2 separate regions of the Rattus norvegicus genome follow, and region 2 is linked to region 1. A link is a contact called in public Hi-C data. All regions are on one chromosome and are shown on one strand. Each heading gives the region's core, a stretch centred on a gene start, on an enhancer-like site or on the middle of the called end of the contact. The rest is flanking DNA. Distances are from core to core; before and after follow the strand shown. Region 1 holds the start of Mad2l1 (mitotic arrest deficient 2 like 1). Region 2 has its middle 110 kb from the start of Gadd45a.

Evidence for each region. Hi-C and Micro-C count contacts between places; a contact is called where the count stands out from the background.
Region 2: a contact with region 1 is called in a Hi-C map of kidney, with 4 times the contacts expected there. The contact joins the enhancer-like site here to the promoter of Mad2l1 in region 1. A contact is called at or near these places in 9 of 12 Hi-C or Micro-C datasets (the A7r5 cell line, the Rat2 cell line, Schwann cells and 6 more) and 1 of 1 datasets of contacts at active chromatin or transcription factors (oligodendrocytes).

The regions. Positions count from the first base shown.
Region 1 is chr4:97,234,150-97,240,715 of GRCr8, reverse strand. It overlaps Mad2l1 (mitotic arrest deficient 2 like 1), which reads right to left and starts at 4,207. Exons shown (of 6, transcript NM_001106594.1): 1 at 4,021-4,207; 2 at 3,530-3,676; 3 at 1,347-1,467; 4 at 187-290. The coding sequence starts at 4,093.
Region 2 is chr4:97,596,147-97,602,712 of GRCr8, reverse strand. No RefSeq gene overlaps it. Among named protein-coding and RNA genes, the nearest start is that of Gadd45a, 110 kb to the right of the region's middle. Within about 2 kb of position 2,627, at least 7 of the 93 cell types and tissues checked have an H3K27ac peak or open chromatin away from gene starts, as enhancers often do. A contact at or near this core is called in the A7r5 cell line and kidney, where this site is marked.

The DNA of each region.
Region 1 (6,566 bases), core at 2,958-5,457:
TGACAATTGCTCAGTATGTACTTTACCACTGAGCCATCTCCTCAGTCCTCGTCTTCACATTTTCTGGAATACGCATCTTTTTATTTGTGCTATATTCTGCCTCCCATATCCCATTTTATGTTACAAGGCAATGATAAAGTACACTTTCTCCAGAAGATTTAAGTCAAGAGACTGTATAATACTTACAAGAAACCTCCAACAGTGGTAGAAATGTCACAGTGGCTGTGATCTGTCTGATCACTGAACGGATTTCATCCTGTATGGCTTTCTGGGACTTTTCTCTACGAACACTATAAAAGAATCAAAGAAATTATTCATTCTAGGTTTTATTAAGTTAATTAAAACACACTGATAACTATTTATCTGAACAAAATGCTTCCAACAATACAGAAGTATTACATTAGGAGACTAAAGATCAATGGCTAACGATATTCTTGGGTTACTACATCTGCATCTGTCATCATCCTTTAGGGTTGATCTTGATATCAGGTCATTCAGTGCATGGTGAATACTAAGTTTCTCAACCACTCTCAGTAAGCATATTGTCAGTAAGTCTTTAATATAAAGGAAAATGGATTCCAACACATAATCTTGATAGAATTTTGGCATTTTGTCTGCATACACATTTACGTGTACCACATGCATACCTGTAGCTGTGGACTGCCTGAAACTGAGTTACAGAGAGCTGTGAGCTGTCATGTAGATGCTGGAAATTGAACCTGGGTCCTCTAGAGAAGTAGCCAGTGCTCCCAAACAATGAGCCATTTTTCAGCCTGAATTTTGGCATTTTTAAAAAAGTAACATCTAAATATCTAAATCCTGATTGGGTCAAGTAAAATAAACTACATACAAAATATTTTATAGGCTAACGACGTCTACAGATGGGAGATTTCAGAAACAAACTGCACTTCATTATAGTAACATACAGAGTGCATGTCTAGCATAGTAGGCATTTCTGATGTAGAATTCATGCAAACTTCAGTTTACAAACTTCACGGCATTAAATGAAGTACAGTAGAGCTTCATCTAAATTAGGAATGAGTCTAGGATCATCTCTTGTATAAGCCAGGGATTAAATGGCCCTCATATTATATTGTAAGAGGTTTGGGTATAACCACAACATGAAGGTCAAATCTCACAAAGACAGCACGCTTAAAAGCATCTTATCCACATAATCCCTGACAGTTTATGAGGAACTCAGAAATCCCTCAAAAACTAACAAAAGTATCTTTAAAAACATACCCTAGACAGTAACTGGAAGATATCAGTTCAATACAATGTGAACTCATGCAGCAACAGAAATTACAAAAGCAAATTAAAGCAGGAACAATTCAGTTCATACTTACCCTTCTTCTTTGGCCGTTTTGTCACACTCAATATCAAACTGCCATCTTTCAAGGACCTCGCCACTTTCAATATTCGAGATGACCACTACCAGTTTCTGAACGGAGCACTTGTACAACCACTCTGCAACACACAAGGCAGCTCTTACACTCTAAGCTATGGCAGAGACTCCCACAAGGCAGCTCTTACACTCTAAGCTATGGCAGACACTCCCACAAGGCAGCTCTTACTCTCTAACCTATGGCAGAGACTCCCACAAGGCAGCTCTTACTCTCTAAGCTATGGCAGAGACTCACACAAGGCAGCTCTTACACTCTAAGCTATGGCAGAGACTCCCACAAGGCAGCTCTTACACTCTAAGCTATGGCAGAGACTCCCACAAGGCAGCTCTTACACTCTAACCTATGGCAGGGACTCACACAAGGCAGCTCTTACACTCTAAGCTATGGCAGAGACTCCCACAAGGCAGCTCTTACACTCTAACCTATGGCAGAGACTCACACAAGGCAGCTCTTACTCTCTAAGCTATGGCAGAGACTCACACAAGGCAGCTCTTACTCTCTAACCTATGGCAGAGACTCCCCACAAGGCAGCTCTTACTCTCTAACCTATGGCAGGGACTCACACAAGGCAGCTCTTACACTCTAAGCTATGGCAGAGACACACACAAGACAGCTCTTACTCTCTAAGCTATGGCAGACACTCCCACAAGGCAGCTCTTACTCTCTAAGCTATGGCAGAGACTCACACAAGGCAGCTCTTACTCTCTAACCTATGGCAGAGACGCTCTGCTCAAGACCCACTTTCCCGCCTACAAAATCCTCACAGTGGTATTTTGCCTTCCTTTCATACACAAGGAAGAAAATTCTTCACTAACAATTTAATCAAGTTTTAAATTCTCCACATTACTAGTAGGTGGAAGCCAGTGCATCACGGAGCCGTGAACTTGTACTTCACTGCGATTCACAGAAAGAACATAGGACATAGGCTTTAATCTAACCACTGCCAGTCACATCTGTGGTGGCTGGTCAGAACAGAGCGATAGTATAAGAGCACAAGAAAAATCTCACTACTCTGGTAGGTGAGGGAAGGATTTGTTTTTACATTAAATGTACAAAGGAGAGGCAAATACAGGCTTTAAATGGCAAGGGCGTGCATATGTATCTATGTATGTATGTATATGTATGCAGACTATTGCAAAGTACATGCTTTTTAATAAAGTCAATTAATTACAGAATTATGAAAAATCAAGATGCTACACAAAATCTTAAGTGTTAAATTAATGAAACTATACTTTTAAGAATTAGGAAAGCCACAACTGTGTTTTAAGCAGCATGACCAATTAGCCTTGTGTTTTTAAACTATCATCCTTGGTAGTAAGTGAACTGAAGGGGATTAAAAGAGGATCGATCCAGACACCAGAATTCAAAGCAGATCTTATGCTTAAAAACCCTACCTCTTTTGCCTGTGAATTCATACCCAACTTGCACAAGTGTTGATGGATACTCTATTATGGATACGAATTGCAAGGAATGTTTAAAAGTATGGCCTTAAGCTGGGCACGGTGGCAAATGCCTTTTAGTCCCAGAACTCGGAGGGGGTAGACCCAGGCTGATCTTTCTGAGTTCAATCTGGTCTACATCGCAAGTTCAAGGACAGCCAGAGCTATAGAGACCTATCTCAAAAGCAAAACAAAACAAAACGGCCTTAAAGAGAGTTGTTAAGTTAACCATGTTCAGGTGGTCACCAAAAGGCCATTTTAATGCTGAAGTTAACAAAAAGGCAACAAATACTATAATGAAAACAATTAAAACAAACCAACCACCCATACACATAAAACTCAAAGGGGAAAAAAGGGTAGTTGCAATGCTTTTAGAATTGGTATTTTGTAAGATTACATTGGGAGATACAGAGCAAAACACAGAAAGATGAGATCATTTTAATTGGGTAAAATTTCCAATTTGTTGCACCTGGTTAACCTATAAAACCCATTTCTAAAGCAGCTTTTCTAAGATGCCTAACATCAAGACATTCAGCCTACTTAAAAAACAGAAGAGGTGGAAATTCCCTCCATCACTTGCTTTCTCCCAATTCAGAATCACATTTGAGAAGGCCTGTTGCTTTAAGCTACTTGGGACACTTACAAATGCAAACTTGTAAGGTGTAAAACTCAAAACGTGATTACCTTTTAGCTGCTCTACCACATTATTGAGATACTTTATGAGCTCGGGGTCAGTAGTTACAAGCAAGGTGAGTCCATATTTCTGCACTCGAGTAAAGGTTTCCGACGGATAAATGCCACGCTGATACAAAATGCTGTTGATGCCAAATGCTGAAAGCGAAAGAAATAAAGCCATAAACATGTATTAACGTTTTAAACTCTTCCAGAAATCAGAGTAGGGACAAAACAACACGGAAAACCTTTAACCCAGCAATGTCGAATTTCACCGGGTCGCTAAATGTAAACACAGAGTATGTGGTTCAGATGTCAACGCAGACCACCAGCTTTCAAAGAGCGAGTGAGATGATGCCCCAGGCCAGCCCCGTTTCATTCCAGGAGGCACAGGCCTGCGTTCCCCGCCCCCGGGAGGATCCGGTGGTTCCGCTCTAGCACACGTCCTAAGGCCCGGCCCAGGCAGCTTATCTTTGGCTGCAGGGTCCGCGCTCAGCACTCACAAAAAAACTCGGCGACGATTTCTGCGCTCCCACGCAGGGTGATGCCTTGGTCCCGGGCGAGCTGCTGTGCCATCACTAGATCGAACGGAGAACACTGTCAACCCCTCCGTAGATGGCGCCCTAATGGCTCCTCTAGCTATTCCCCGCCACCCGGTTCAAAAGTAACTACGAATCCCGCCGGTCGCTCTGTGCGCAGGCGCAACGAGCCTTAAACCCCACCTACGTCGCCAGTTTCCGGCCCCAACCCTGTCTTTTAACTCGGAATCCCTTCCTGAGCCCGCCTCATGCTTCCGGTTTTTTCTAAGCCCCTCCCACATTAGGGAACCGGGTCTCTTTTCAACATTTCGCTCCATAACGCTACTTCCGCCGTAAGCCCAGTTGCACCGCAGATGAGCTGACCCTAAGTCCCGCCCAAAGCGACTTGTATCCGGCCCTGGCTCCACCCTCTCTGGCAGACCGAATGCGCAGGCGTAGAGTGGTTCGGGCGTATGGTTCCAGTTCCTGGTACCCAGGAGGGTCCTTAGTGGGCGGGACCTCTGATAAGGTGGCCTAGAAGAGGATCTGAGATGGTAGTGGGGTTACCTACCTGCCACACCCGTGGTCTGAGCATCCCTGAAGCACAGGCTCAGCTTTGAGCATAGTTTCAAGTCTGGGAGAGCCTAATTTTTTTTTTTGTTTGTTTTGTGTGTGTGTGTGTGTGTGTGTGTGTGTGTGTGTGTGTGTGTGTGTGTAAATGCAACTTTTCTGGAGAAATAAGATGAGGGGAACTAGGTCGAACAGAAGCTTAGTGAGTAAAGATGCTTGTCACCAAGTCTGCAACATGTCTGGAGGAGAGAGGCAAGGCACATGCACACACACACACACACACACACACACGCGCGCGCGCGCGCGCGCGCGCGCGCATGCACATACACAAACACACAGACACACACTGTAATAATCATTTAGAAATGTCTTTAGTTTTCTATTACTACATACATTTTATAAGTTCACATCAGATTTAAATGATAGGGCTTCTTGATTTCCTTTCTTTGCAATTAGCCTGCTTTTAAGTCTTTTAGTCATATGTTTCTTTTTGAGTATTTAAGGCCTATACCTGAGCATATAAGATTATACATGAGATTCATGTGACAGTTTTTATATTGTACAGTGTATTGGGTCCAGGAGATAGCACATCTTCCAAGTATCCTAAATGCTTCTAATGCTGGTACTCAGACTGCATTTTGAAACCAGTTGACTATTAGAAATACTGTAATGTGCAGGTTTAAGAAGTTTAGAGCCTGAATTAAATAGATGCCAGGGAGGTTGTATAAGGGATACATCAGAGAAAGAAATTGTGACATACGAGGAAGAATGAAATGGTGGCATAGATAAAACTGAGGTACCAAGCTCTTTCTTCCCAAGTGTGTTTGGACTTAATCTAATTTATCACAGTAACATAAAAAAATCTGGAATCTTCGATGGTCTTACCTATTAACTTTTGGCCACTTGGTTTAACATTACCTCCCTCCCCTTTTATCAAAAGCAATACTATAAAATACTTGAAAACTCAGTTTCTCGAATTTACTTTGCCTCACAATTTTGTAAACTCTTGCTATGCATTGTTTAGGGAAAGAATGTTTGAACAGGGAAGAATAGAAATTGAGCCTTTTTTCTAAAGAGAGTTCAAGCAATACAAGCCAATATTTTATTAATAAAACAATAAATATAAAGAGTATGTGATGAATAATTAGGCTTCTATTTCATACTAGGGTATTAAAAACAAGTGTTTTTCCCCCTAAGTCTAGAAGTACAGAAAGTTTGAGGCTGAAGACTCAATCAAACAATATTATAATAGGTCTAGAGTGCTTACAGAGTCAGTTCAAGATCCAGTTTCTAGTTAGTGGCAGATTTATCAGAGAACTTAGACTGCCTAGCTTAGTCTCCTTTTATAGCACATTTATTTGAAAAAAATGCCAGTGAGCTTTCTTATTGTTGTGGTTATTTTTGAGAAAAAATTTGCTTGATTTGGGCTAAGAGCACTTACTTATTAACTAATAGTGCACATAACTTGTCAAAAAATTTCAGTAATAAGCCATAAAGAATTTTGTGTAGGTAATACAAGTAATTCAAGTTACCAGAAGAGGGCAGTGTTTAACCATACAATAAAACCTTTGAAAAACAATGCAAATGAAGGCTTCAGGGCCACCTAGCGTCAAGGAAAAAGACTAAGTTAATAGTTCTCTAGGCATTTGTGTGTGGGCAGTGAACCCCAGAATGAAATACTGAATCATAATATACCGCGGAATTTACATTCTCTTTAGTATTTAATGTATGTGCATCACACATATTAGAAATATATGTAAATGAGGTTCTTGAAACTAAGCTGTTTATTTAAACTCTCAGAGAACTGGAGATAATGTATCATATTTTTGTGCAATTTTCATCTGCCAATTTTTTTAAAGTAGTTTTTTATAGAAAATACTAGGGATCTTATTATATGGATTTGAAGTATATTTTTTAAATTAATTCTTTTTTGTCACAAACCTTTGTGTTACTTGGTTTCT
Region 2 (6,566 bases), core at 1,378-3,877, 360 kb before region 1:
TTATTTATAAGTACACTGTCACTGTCTTCAGACACACCAGAAGAGGATATCGGATCCCATTACAGATGGTTGTAAGCCACCATGTGGTTGCTGGGATTTGAACTCAGGACCTCTGGAAGAGCAGTCGGTGCTCTTAACCACTGAGCCATCTCTCCAGCCCTTCATTTTATTTTTTTAAAGATTTATTTATTTATTATATATGAGTACACTGTAGCTGTCTTCAGACACAGCAGAAGAAGACATCAGGTCCCTTTATGGATGGTGGTGAGCTACCACGTGGTTGCTGGGATTTGAATTCTGGACCTGTGGAAGAGCAGTCAGTGCTCTTAACCACTGAGTCATCTTTCCAGCCCAAGACTTTCTTTTCTAAGCTATGGCTTCCCAGTAAGGACCGAGCCCAGGTCTTCTTGAAAAGGGTTGAAACAACACCCTGTCTTCACCAGAGCCAAGCTTGCACTGGGTACCACTCTCATGTGATAACTTCGTGAGGCTGTTTTCTCTAGCAAAATAGGAGAGGAAAAGTCATATAAGGCTATTTCTTCTCTAAGCTTGACATCCACCAGTTTCTTCCTGTCTTCAAATTATACTATAGGTGTGGTTTCACATTGGTGGCTCCTGTCTTTTCTTTCTTCACATCTTGTCTCTCTCCCCTCATCCTTTCTTTAATCCTGGAAACTTCCAGTTGAGGCAAGATAAGCATGATCTGCCTGGGCTTCAGAGGGACACAGTAAGTATCTGTATCCTGGTGGTCTAGTGGTTTGCAGAAGTAGTCAAGTAATTCAAGGTCAGGTATATGGAAAGAGAGATGAGAAATTATTTAAAGGCTGCTACTGTCACAGGAGCCATGATCTATGGAGGCACTGTTATAGAAAGCCCTTGACTGTCCTGCAGGGACGGCTTTATTTTGAAGTCTGACTGGTCTGGCCTCAGTGTCAGGAAAGAGGTAGAATGTCACCCATGAAGATGGCAGTGATGGAACCATATTGCTGTAAGTTTTAGATGGCTTCCTCCTACCAGCCTTTCCAGGATAGTTATAAAATTAGAGCTTTCGTACTGTCCCTGTGCAAAGTGGAGGCTAGGGTTCTCAAAGTCAATATGCTGGTTGCTCTTGATCTAGTCAAAATCTGTTGAAATGTCCCATGGGGCTTAGAGTAAAGTTTTCCTTGAAGATAGTGCGGGCTTCAGTGCCAAGAATACATCCGTTAAAAATGTTCAGGTTGGCACTATTTCTGGCAACAGCCAAAGCAACACACCAGTGGGAACACAGCTGGCTTAACTACTCAGGTGATTTCCGGAATCATCCAGGCCAAACTGGTGCTGACCAAGTCATTGCACTGATTCCTATAAAGCTCTCACTGTTTGCTAATTTGCTAATCTGAAAGGAAGAACGATTGGCCATTCTGCTAAGACACTGAAAAATGGTGCAGATGAGATGGCTCATGACACGGGTTTGACCCCAAGAACCCATGGTGGAAGGAGAGAACCGATTCTGGAGAATTATCATCTGCTCTCCATATTTGTGTCATGGTATACACACATCTCCAACTGCACACATGTTATACATATATACAGAGAGAGAGAGAGAGAGAGAGAGAGAAAGAGAGAGAGAGAGAGAGAGAGAGAGAGAGAGAGAGAGAGAGAGAGAGAAAAGATGGCCCTGAATCCTTGAAATCTGCCAATACAGCTATCATCAGTTGGGTCCAAGCAAGTCCATGCACCATGCATGTTCTGAGCTTTTCTGAGGAGGTCACTTTGCTGTCTGTGACATGAAACGAATTGGTTATTGTGGACATCAACAAAGCTGTAGGCAGGAAGGCTGCTGGAGCTGCCACAATCACCAAGTCTGTCCAGAAAACAGGTAAGGCCAAATGAGTATTATCCCCAACACCTGCTGTTCAGGCGCAATCAGTGTTGAAGAGCGGCCCCAGGGCTGCTTGTCTCAACTGGTCACTTATGTTTAATAGTGAAGATCTAGGGGCATCCTAAAACTACCAGAAGAATGGAGAACGTTTTGTGAATCACTGGGGTTGGGGGTGAGGAGGAGGTATGGTGTGACAAAGGGAGAGGAAGGAGGGATAGATGAAGAGAGAGATAGATTTAAGTTATCTATTTTAAAAATCAGCACTTTTTATGGAAACAACCTGACCAAAAATTTCTCAGATAAACATTACAACAAAGTTGAATAACAGCAACAACAACAAAAGAAAGAGAAAGAAAAAAGAAAAAAAAAACTAATGTATTATCTTTTGCTCTTTTGGGTCACTTTGGATTTCCTTAATGCCAACCACAAAAGAATGAAAAGTGCTTTGCAGATCGTGTAGCTTGAAGGCTATTCAGCACAAGAGCTTGTTATAGGTGTGTGGAAGGACTGCAGAGAGGAAGAGGCAGAGTCCCAGCCAAGCAAAGAAAAGGCAAACTTTGCAGACTGCCACCCCAGAGGGTGAGGTACAATAAGAGCTAGGTCCAGGCAGGGGAAGAGGAATGTGAAATCAGAAGCCTCCTCATTAGTACACTCACAGGTGAAGGGGGAGGCTGAGTCAGCTGGATGGTGGCTAAGCAAGCTTGAGACAGCTTTCTTAGTCCTGACCTTTCTTCTCCTGGGATCTACAGCACAAGGCTCAGAGCCTGGGGGTGGGGTGGGGCTCAGGCACAAGGAATGCAGAGAGCACGCAGAGCTTGGTGGGGAGGAGGGAAAGGCAGGCCCACTGGAGGAGCAAGCCTTCTGAGCCAGATTCCACACCTGTCTACATCTTTCAGAGCATTATCACCTGCACAAGTTAAGCAATTTGATTTCCACAGTGTGAGCAATTAAAGAGTTCCTAATTTACTTGTCTCTAAGCAAATGTGAGCAAATCACCCCGACCTTCATCCTGTCCAGCACATATTCTGGCAACAATTCTCTCCTATCTCAGAGATTTGCAGTGCACTTTTGTTGTCTTGCTGGTATTGTGTAGACACATATTTTGCTGGTAAGAGTGTTTTGTTTTGTGGGGGTTTTGGTTTTGTTTTGATTTTCTTGTGTTTTATTTTGCAAGCATTTCATCCAATGGCTTCTCAACACGACATTCTAGGCAGGAAAATCATCCCTTCCCTCCTGCTGCAGCGGCAAGAGGCCAAGTGTTTGCTAGTAGCATTGTCTGCCTGCCTTCCCCAACTTCCTTCCTCTGAGCCCTGCCACCCCAAGACACCTTTCACAGCAGGTCAAAGGCCACTTCCATGGGTTTCACCTGGGCTGCCTACTGTTTGCGTTTCCTGCCCACACTCTGTGGTCATAGATGCCTCCTCACTGATACTTCAGACAGACCTATGCTTTGTTTTCATTTGAGGTCAGGGATAAAACCCAGGTCTTACTGTGTGCTGGGCAAGTGTGTCCACAGTTGATTTTATTCTGAAAACAAAAGTTTTTGAGGCAGGGTCTCAGTATGTAGCTCTCACTGGTCTGGAATTCACTATATATAGACAAGACTGGCCTTGAACTCATAAAGATCTGTCTGTCTCTTCCTCCCAAGTGCTGAGAGGAAAGGCAGGCACCATTGCGCCTGGCAGGCATGTGTTTTAAGGTTGTCTTGAAAGCCACTGATGGCTGTGAAATTAAGGCAGAGAGACAAAACTAACATTTTCAACTTTGAATTACACATTTTGGTATATTTTTGTGCTGCATTTGAATATTAATAAATCCATGTTTGCTATTTAACTGTTTTCTATGTATGTTTATACTTAACAACATACACATTAAAAGCGAATGTTATCTCATGAAAACTTTGGTTGGTAGGCATACATACACAAGCATGTGCATGTGTTTTTGTACAGTGGTGAAGGACACAGGCAGAGAGGACTTCTGGGTATGCTGACAGATTAGCTTTGGCAATAAAATTCCATGAAAGAAAATTGCCAAGAAAATATGCACTAGGAAACAAGGAGATGGCTCATTTGGTAAGTGCTTTGAGGAGCCATGTAAAAGCCAAATGGGGAAGTGGGGTAGTGCAGTCTGTAACTCCAGGCTGGTGGGCAGGGCCATGCACATCTCTGGAGCTCAGTGGCCAGCCAGTACCAGTGTAGCTGAATTGGTGTATTTCAGGGTCAATGAGAAGACAAGTGGAGAACAACTGAAGAAGACATTCAATGTTGACCTTTGGCCTCTACATCAATGTTGACCTTTGGCCTCTACATGCACATACACAAGATACTGCACTATCATCTATTGCTGTAAGAGACGAGATCTGTAAGGTAGCTTTATCCAGATGAGCTATCCAAAGCAGAAGCCATGAATCATCAAAAAGCCAACCCAGTTGCATGCTCTCTGCTTAGCAGACTGGAAAAGGCTGGAGAGTGCTTCTATCTCACCCATAGGTCCTCCGGGTAGAAGAGAAGCTGAGAGAGAGTCCAGGGGCAAGCTGAGAACCATGGGAACAACCAGGCAGTGGTTCACCCCTAACACATGCTGGTGATGGCGAACACTCAGGGTGTTGGGGAAGTCAAATCTCACTTCCTACAGCTATACCCACAACACTGAGCACCAAGGAGACACTGCCAAAACTCCCTTTAGAAGGTACCAGGTGCGCTGGAGAGATGGCTCAGTGGTTAAGAGCACTAGCTGCTCTTCCAGAGGTCCTGAGTTCAATTCCCAGCAACCACATGGTGGCTCACAATTATCTGTAATGAGATTCGATGCCCTCTTCTGGTGTGTTGAAGACAGAGACAGTGTACTCATATACATAAAATAAATAAATCTTAAAAAGAAAGAAAGAAAGAAAGAAAGAAAGAAAGAAAGAAAGAAAGAAAGAAAGAAAGAAAGTTAGTTCCAGACCAGTTCCAGGCCAGCCAGGACTGTACAGCGAGACCTGTCTCAACACACACATACACACACCACACACTAAGTAAATAAATGAATGAATGAATAAAAATTAAAAAAAAAAAAGAAAGAGGCCTGAACGGTCCTGGGCTGTACATAACCGAATCTGCTTCTAGAGGTTTCAACTGCAATTGTACATCATCCCTGACATGTGGTGCAGTTGGCTCCATGAAACATCGTTAAGGGAAAGAATCTAAAACCCCTCGCACCAAGGAACAAATGCTGAGCTGAGCTATTCTTTAATCTAATATATTTTTATCATAGTTGCCTCTTTTAAATTTTATATGATGATTGAGTAATTTTTAGTATTTAAAATCTTTTATTTTAATTTCTTTAATTTTTAATCATGAATTTCCTATATATATATTTATATCTTATATACATATATTTCTTGCATATAACTATATGTACACACACTCAAGCACATATAAATATACCTATGAAAATGGTTTTGCTTTCGATTGTGTTCCCTTAGTTAAGTTCTAGGATTGGTGTGCTCTTTCCATCACCCGCTCTAAGATTGGGCACACTCTATCATTCATCCCACATACAACTTAGACACTTTCCCTCTCATTCCTGCCTTATTTTCTCTCTTTTCTTAATCTGCTATACTCTATACTTCACAACCATAACCTTCCACAGCTTTAAAAATCTTTAAAATCTGTGGAGCCTAAAAGTATCCCACCTTTTCCTTCTCCACTCCTTTTCCCGTCTATATGTTTTTCAAGGTTGCTCTAATCCCAGTCCCTATCCTTCGAACACCATACTCTTCTCTCTGTCTCAACTAAGTGACTAATTCTAGTATATGTTGTGGCGTCTTTCTTTGCTTATCTCCCATCAGTTATTGAAGTTGCTAGTGCTACTCTAGTTGACTAACTAGTATGGCATTTGCATGGAGGGCGTATTCAGAAGCTGTGGTTGCACTTGCAGTTAATATTCTACCCTGGGAATAATACAGAGGCTGAACTAGGCGCCCTGAGCTCTGGGACTAAGTTTCTAAGCACTCCACACCTTCTTTTTCTTTAGAAAGCAAACAGGAAAACAGATAAACAAGTTAGAATGGGGCAAAACAAACAGGGAGAAAACAAATGCACAAGAAACACACACACACACACACACACACACACATACACCCCACCCATAAATGCACAAAATCAGAAATAAGCATCATTAGTGCGAACTCATCTACAAATTCCTCTGACTCTTAAAGGCATAGGAATCTTTAGACAGAAGTAGTGTTGGCAAAGTGCAAAGCCCTTCCCAGCTCTAATTCATCAGCCTCAGGAAATATGCACTTAGTAAATGTGAAGCCAACAAACTTACAGGCCAGATGTGTAGTTTAACTGACGCTATCTCGAAGGGCACAAAGCTCAACTGGAATCAAATGACGAGTATTGTGATATCACACAATTCCCCTTCAGTGTGTGGTACAGCCTCCGAAGGTGGGTTGAGAAGCATGTCCCAGGGCTACTGTGTGCCCCTTGCTGTCCCCAGGAACAGAGGTGATGCTAGAAGCATGTTCATTCCGTTCAGCCCAGACTTGCTTTCAAGAGAGTAGGAAGATCCAGGCTATGCTTGAAGACCCACTGCTCCTAGACATTTGTATGCTGGACTCTCCAAGTATCTATGCTCTGAGGGTTGATAAACTGGTGGCTCATCATAGGGATAAAGACACTCTCCACAAAGGGGTGCTGTTGTCAATGCTTCCTGTGAG